Regions from separate parts of the Mus musculus genome. Here region 1 is linked to region 2. The links are chromatin contacts, called in public promoter capture Hi-C maps. All regions are on one chromosome and are shown on one strand. The core of a region is the stretch at or near the end of the contact, and the rest is flanking DNA. Distances in the headings are between cores, read along the strand shown. Region 1 has its middle 91 kb from the start of Gm42298. Region 2 holds the start of Megf9 (multiple EGF-like-domains 9).

Region 1 (3,272 bases), core at 419-2,918, 760 kb after region 2:
TTTCTTCTTCTTCTTCTTCTTCTTCTTCTTCTTCTTCTTCTTCTTCTTCTTCTTCTTCTTCTTCTTCTTCTGAAATAAGTATTTAAAATGCACATTTTTCATAGAAACAATCATATTATATATTTTTTCTATATTAAATGTTCACAGTGACCAGTGTTTTGGCTCATCTGGGGAATGGCACTTGCTCTGCAAGCCTAATAAACTGAGTTTGAGCCTAGGACCTTGTGAAGGTAGAAGCACAGAGCAGACTGTACAAAGCTATTATTGACCGTCAACACATACACTGTGGCACATGTGTGCACACATAACACACACACACATACACACACACACATACACACTAAATAGAATTAAACTCTTCTAAGAATAGTAGCTTTCTAAAATTGAAACACTTGTTTTATCTAATGAAACAAAGAATGATGTCTACCTCCTGAGGCTTCTGAAGCAATAATGGTATAACAACTGCCCATTAAAGCAACATAAGTAATATATATGGTTTAGGGCTTATCACTCACCAGACAAACAGCATGGTCAGACTCTTTGCAATTTGGTTTCTTTATCACTTAAAGAAAGTAGTCCATGCTCAAGGACCACACTCATCTCTGTATCATTCTACTTTTAGTATATGGCGGCCAAAAGGAGACCTGGTATGGGGAAATTCCCAAAGCCTACAGGGGCAGCCATAGCTGAGACTCCTAGCAGCTGAGATATGAAGACTGCAGTGGCCAACTTTTGTAGCCAAGTAGTATGCCAGTAGAGGGAGGAAGACATCAACCCAACCACAAAACATTCGACCTAAAATTTGTCCTGCCTAGAAAATATGTATGTATAAAAATGGAGTACAGAGATTCAGGGACTATGTAACCAATGCTTGACTCAAATTGAGATACATGCCTTAACCTCTGACACTATTAATGATACTTTGCTTGGCTTGCAGACAGAAGCCTAGCATAGTGGTTTTATGAGACGCTTCATCTAGCAATGGAAACAGATGGGGAGTCTTGTGGAAAAGTTGGAGATAGGATTGTGTGAGCCATAGAGATCAAGAATATCATAAGAAGACTTATGGAATCAACTAACCTAGGCCCATGGGGACTCACAGAAACTGAACCACCAACCAAACAGTATGCAGGGGCTAGAATATTCCATCTACATATTTCTAGCAAATATAGCTAGCTTGATTTTCATGTGGGTCCCATAACATTTGGAGCAAGGGATGTATCTGACTCTGTTACTTGCCACTGGATAATGCTTACCCTAGCTGGACTGCTTGGTGGGAACTCAGAGGGAAAGGATACACTTAGTCCTGCTGTTACTTGATGTCCCTGGGTGGGGTGGTACCTAGGGTGGTTTTCACCTTCTCTGGAAAATGGGGAAGTAATTTGTGATGGGGATCCTGGGAAGAGATGTCTGGGAAGATGCAATCTGCATGGAAAGTAAATTAATTAATTAATGAGTGTAGCCATTCTGACTGTTGTGAGGTGGAATCTCAGAGTTGTTTTGATTTGCATTTCCCTGATAACTAAGGATGTTGAATTTCCCTGATGACTAAGTATGTTGAACACTTCTTTAGGTGCTTGTGAGGAGACGCCCTTGCAATCGCCATTACAAGATGGCGCTGACACCCGGTGTTCTAACTGGTAAACAAGTAGTCTGCGCATGTGCTAGAGTATTTTTCCATTCCTTGTGCCCTGCTTGTCCCGTGGCGTCTTCTGGGCTGATGGTGAGCAACCAGTCAGGGTGAAAAACATCTCCAACTGCTCTAGTGGTCTATTTAAGGACCGAGTTTCCTGTGTTCTGGGTCTCCTCCCCAGAAGCTGATCATCTTTCTCTCGAGATGCATTAAAGCTTTGCTATAGAAGGATCCGAGTGTGTCCTGTGTGTGTGTCCTCGCTGGCGAGACTCCTTATCACACGGGGACATATGGTGCTGAAATCCCGCGAATTCTACAACATCGCAGGCACTGAGGAGACTCCCCCCCCACCCCCCGGAAACGGGGCGGATCCAGAACTGCAGTGGAAGGTAAGTTCGGAGAGGCATGTCTGACCATGAGCCTGTTGTTCCCTTTGACTTTGGTCTCAATCTAGAATCACCGTGGGACGGGTCAGTAGAAGCTTTGGTTTTTGTAACCCTGGCGTTTGTTTTCTTTCTCCCGATGTCTTATTGTGTTTATTGACGTGTGGTCAGTCCTACATAAATAAGCAGCAGCACTGTCAAGCTCAGTCAGTCTCTCATAGATAAGAGAGCAGAGCGTGACACTTTACTTTCACTTCTGCTCGGGGAGCAAACTTCTGCTTTGAGAGCAGACTTCTGCTTCAGGGACGAACTTCTGCTTTTGAAGCGGAGCATGGCATTTTACTTTCACTTTCTGCTTCAGTGTGCCTTAAGTCGGATGTAGATAAACCGCAGGCACAATGGGGTCATCACAGTCAATTGTGGACGCATTGCAAATTGTCCTTAAGCAGAAAGACCTCAAGATTGCCACATGCACTCTACAAAATTTTGTCAAAGAGATTGACCGTGTTGCCCCACGGTATGCTTGTTCAGGTTCGCTGATCACAGCCTCGTGGAATAAACTAGGAAGAGACCTAGATAGAAAACTTTTAGGAAGGAGACTTACACCTAGGCACTAAGGCAATTTGGAAATTAATAAAGAACTGCTTAGAAGATGAGACCTGCCAACCTGCAGTGGTTGAGGGACAAGAAACGTTAGAGGTGGTTCAGGACAGCATGTCAGAAACCGAACAGAGCGAGAGATTAGGAGCTCATAAAAAGAAAAAAGACATGTCTAAGGAAAAAGGACCTCCCTGGAAGTTAGAAAAGGGGGGAGTGAAAAAAGGGGAAGGTGAAAACGCGCCCCCTACAGGTAAACTTAGTAATATTTATCTTACCCGAGAGCTAGAAGCCCTAGAACTTGATAGCTCAGATTCTGATGATTTAGACCCTAGTGAAGAGGCAGAATTAGAAGAGGAAGAAGCAAGATATGAAGAGGAAAGGTATGGCCCTGATCAAAGAGTACAACAAAGAGTTAATAAAAGGGGGGGCATACAGCCGACACCCAAGCCCTCAGCGCCTCCACCATATGAATCAAGATATGGTGCTAGTTCCTTTCTGCCTCAGGAGGAATTAAAAAAGATTCAGATGGCTTTTCCAGTTTTCAATGCTGGAGATGGTGCAAGACGCATACATGCTCCTGCAGAATATCAACAGATTAAAGAGCTTGCCGAGTCGGTCCATAACTATGGAGTCCGTGCTAATTTCACTGTGGCACA
Region 2 (3,717 bases), core at 252-2,751:
TTGCTGAATTTCTTAAAGACGTAGGCCTTATTGGTTGAGTTCCTGGCCTATTTAAGATGCAAAAGGGTGAAAGAACAGCAGTTGTATCTTAACTTTGCTTGAACACTTTCACCAGCAGAAGAGCTGCATTTCCTATTGTGAGTTCAAACAGAAATTGGCATGTCAGCATCAGCAGTAATGAACATCCTACTTTAAAAAGGGGCAAAGATGGGCATCCCTGCTCAAATGGCATTTGCTCAATTACTGACCTTGGAACTGAGACAGAATGAAGTGGTGCAAGGAAGGGATTTAACCTAATTTATAAACTTGCTCAACCTAGATACACACCTGTCCCAAATGACCTATAAAATCTACTTATTTGCAGAGAAAACACGGACTACAATGCCGTTTCTGTTTGTAAGCAAACTACATTGTTCATCTGGGGGAATCCCGTAAAGGTTTTTACCTGCGCATTGATAAAGCACCATCCTAGCTTTCAAACTTTCCCCCAAATATCCCAGGTAGGGTGGCCTTCTGGGCGGATCCAATACAAAAGTTTGTGTCCATTCTGGGACTCTGACAAAGGCCAGAAAACCCTGTTTTAGGAAGAGACCCTAAGCCTTCCATATAGCAGCAGCTCCCTCTGGATGGAGCATGGCACCAGGTTGGGGGACAAAAGACTTTCTAGATTTGGAGGGATTGGGGGTTTACTTTAACTGGAGCTCGGATCTTCCCTTGGGAAGCTCTTGGGCAAGAAGCGGCCAGGGTGACGAGGCCGGTGTGTAAATAGGCAGTGCCTGGGGGAAGGTCCAGAGGACTCACCTGGGGGAGGAGAAGTAGGGGCTTCGGTGACAGGTGCGGTGGGCGGGACTCCGCTACTGTTGCTGCTTCTGTCCGGGGACTCGGCAGTTGGGGTCCCTGGAGTGCTGGAAGCCTGAGCGGTGGTGACTACAGAGGTGGTCGGCGGCTGGCCAACTGTGCTCGCAAGGGTGGTGGGCGCGGGTCTGGAGGGTGGTGATTCCGTGGTGGGAGTGTGTCCGTCCTCCGAAGGGGTGGCGGGCGAGAGGTCCAGAGCCGGGAAGGGGGTGGCAGCGGGTTGTGCGCTGGTGCGAAGAGGAGGAATGATCTCCGGGGAGCCGGCTGACGGGGTTGTAGCCCCGGTTTTGCGGACTGTGGTGCGCGGGGGACCGGTCCGCGGGGCCTGCGCGGTGGGAGCCGCGGTCTTAGGGAAGGGGCTGCTGGCTTGGTCCCGAAGCCCCGGGCTGGGCGACGGGACCACCTGCCCCTCGGCCCCGCCGCCACCGGTGACATTCCCTGCCGAGGCTGTGGAAGCGGCTGCGGCGGCCGCGCAGCACAACAGGGCGAGGCCGCCCAGGCTCGGCAGGCTCCTCATGGCGCGCTCGGCTCCGCCATTCATTCATTCATCCAGTCGATCGGTCAGTCATCTTCTCCTCCCTGCCGTCCGACCAAGGAAAGCGTTGCCGCCGCTGCCGCCACCAAGAGCACCATCGCCACCTCCCTCTGACAGGCGGCCGGCCCCGCGGGCGGGCCTCAACGCGGAGGGAGCGACTGGGCGGAGCGCGCACTGCCCGCCCTCCTCGATAGGCAGCGAAGCCTGGCCAATCGGAAGCCGCGTTGGCCCACGTGATCCGCCCGCTCCCCGGCCTCTTTGTAACGGCGCAGACCAATCAGAGGACTCCAAGGGAAGAGGGCGGGACGTCGGGAGGCGCGAGAGGTGTTGGAGCCGGCTGGGTTCGCTGCGGCTCCGGCTTTGTCTACCCACAGAGCGGGGCGCGGGCCTTGGGCATCCAACGCCGCCGAGCAGACAAAGGACGCGGCCCGCGCGGCAGATTCCAGGCCAAATCATCTGTTCCACTGGGCTGCGAGCTGGACCCGGGGCGGGGAGTCCCCTGTGGACAGCGTCTCCACCCTTCTGAACAATGGGGGCGCCGGAACCGCACCCGGACTCGGGCGGGGGCTGGGTTACATCCCCGCGACGGGCGAGGGTGGTGGCAGCTAATATATTAGATGGAGCTCGGCTCTCACTCTGTTGCTCAAGACAGCCGGCCTTGGCCCTGCGGTATCAACACTGTCAACCCCATTTCAGAGATGGGGAAATTAAAGCTCTTGCTGATGGCTTCAGCAAGCCAACTTCTGTGCCCCCACTAAGCACCTGCTGATGGCATGGGCCTGCACTAAGCCAGATGGGACGGCCTGGAGCCCCATCCTGAGCACAAGAGGGTGTGGAGGAGACAAACTGGCATGCACAGTTTATGCTCAGAACCTCGGAAAGAATAGAATATGACCAGGTTGAATTTCAGCTCCTTGTCTCTCTTGCTGAGTGGTTTTGTGGCTCAAGCAGTTTTCTTAACCACGTAAATGGTGAGATGAGAGGGCACACCCCATCCCCCTCACAGAGTTGTGAAAATGAAATCATGTACTTGAAGGGTTTAACCCAATGCTTGGCCCACGGTTGTAAACCGTCATTAATGCTAACCACTTGGGGTTGCACTATGTCAGGACAAGCCTAAGGTTGGAAAGCAGCCCGCATTGCCTCTGAGTCCCCAGAGATTCCTGCCTGTTGCCTGCATTGGGGTTGGGCTGATAACAGAGCTTGACCCTGGATGACATTAAACTCTGGAGGAAGTTGGAAATCAGGCAGGCAAACTTGCACCATCACCCAGGATCCAGCGCTGCGGGACATGGTAGCCTCAGCTGAGCAACTTTTAGGTGCAATCTGGCAGGACAAGTTTGTCATCTGATGGCTTAATTCCATCCCAACAGCCTCACTGTAAACCCAGTCGTGGCCTCTCCTAGGATGCTTGCCTTTGTGCATGATTTCCCATTAGTCATTCTCCTCTAACCAGACAGGCAGGATGAGATTTGTGTGTGAACTCCTGTGTGTTAACAAAAGCATGCATTTATTTGCCTGAGTGAGTAGTGGGTGGGGAGAGGATATGTTGGAGCTTGTGTATGAAAGCATAAACACATTTGTAAGTCTCTCTGTGAAGATTGTATGTGTGAGTCTGCAAATATAAGAACTTGTATTTTCATGTGATATGTTTAAGATATTAATGCATGCACACTGGTGTGTGTTTTGTGTGAATTTTCTGTTTTTCAATGTGAGGTTGTTTCTGGGTGTGTCTTTAGAGGCCTACCTATGTAAGAAATAAGGGACTAAATGAGAGGGCCATGTAACTGTTCTAAAGACAAATATTTAGCAAGAATTGACCATAGTTCTATTTTTACTTGCCTTTAGGAAGGGAGTGGACATGGTGTGTCCCTCCCCTGTATTCTTTTGGTTCCTCAGCCCCAACCAAAATGCCACATCCTCTAGGACTTGGATTTCTGAGTGGGAGTTAATCCCTCCCTAGTTCCCTACCGGCCTTTGTTTATAACCCTGATCTATCAACCCCTGCCTCTTCCTAAAAGGATTAATGATGGCTTTTAGACATAAGTACTACAAATAAAATGAACCACCCACATGACTTAATTACTTCTCCTGGGCACTCAGCAACCTCAGGACTAGAACTTGTGATTAATACCCCTGCCTGTCTATTTCACCCAGCTCTATGTTCCAGTGCCTAGCAGTGAGCAGTAAAACATGCTGATTAATCTGAAAGAGATCCTGTTGTGCTCACAGGGAAGGAAAGCTTGGGTCCTTTAGAGCCACAGACTTGGATCAAGTTTCCTCTCTGAACCTCAGTTTCCTTGTCTTTAAAATGAGGCCATTAATTC

The links. Promoter capture Hi-C pulls out the DNA fragments that hold promoters and counts their contacts.
Region 1: a promoter capture Hi-C map of pre-B cells shows a contact between it and region 2, with 3 times the contacts expected there. The contact joins the enhancer-like site here to the promoter of Megf9 in region 2. A contact is called at or near these places in 2 of 39 promoter capture datasets (the C10 cell line and pre-B cells), 3 of 484 Hi-C or Micro-C datasets (CD8 T cells, pre-B cells and regulatory T cells) and 1 of 115 datasets of contacts at active chromatin or transcription factors (bone marrow-derived macrophages).

The regions. Positions count from the first base shown.
Region 1 is chr4:71,289,638-71,292,909 of GRCm38.p6, forward strand. No RefSeq gene overlaps it. Among named protein-coding and RNA genes, the nearest start is that of Gm42298, 91 kb to the right of the region's middle. Within about 2 kb of position 1,669, at least 128 of the 459 cell types and tissues checked have an H3K27ac peak or open chromatin away from gene starts, as enhancers often do. A contact at or near this core is called in CD8 T cells, bone marrow-derived macrophages, pre-B cells and 1 more, where this site is marked.
Region 2 is chr4:70,533,427-70,537,143 of GRCm38.p6, forward strand. It overlaps Megf9 (multiple EGF-like-domains 9), which reads right to left and starts at 1,502. Exons shown (of 6, transcript NM_172694.2): 1 at 802-1,502. The coding sequence starts at 1,396.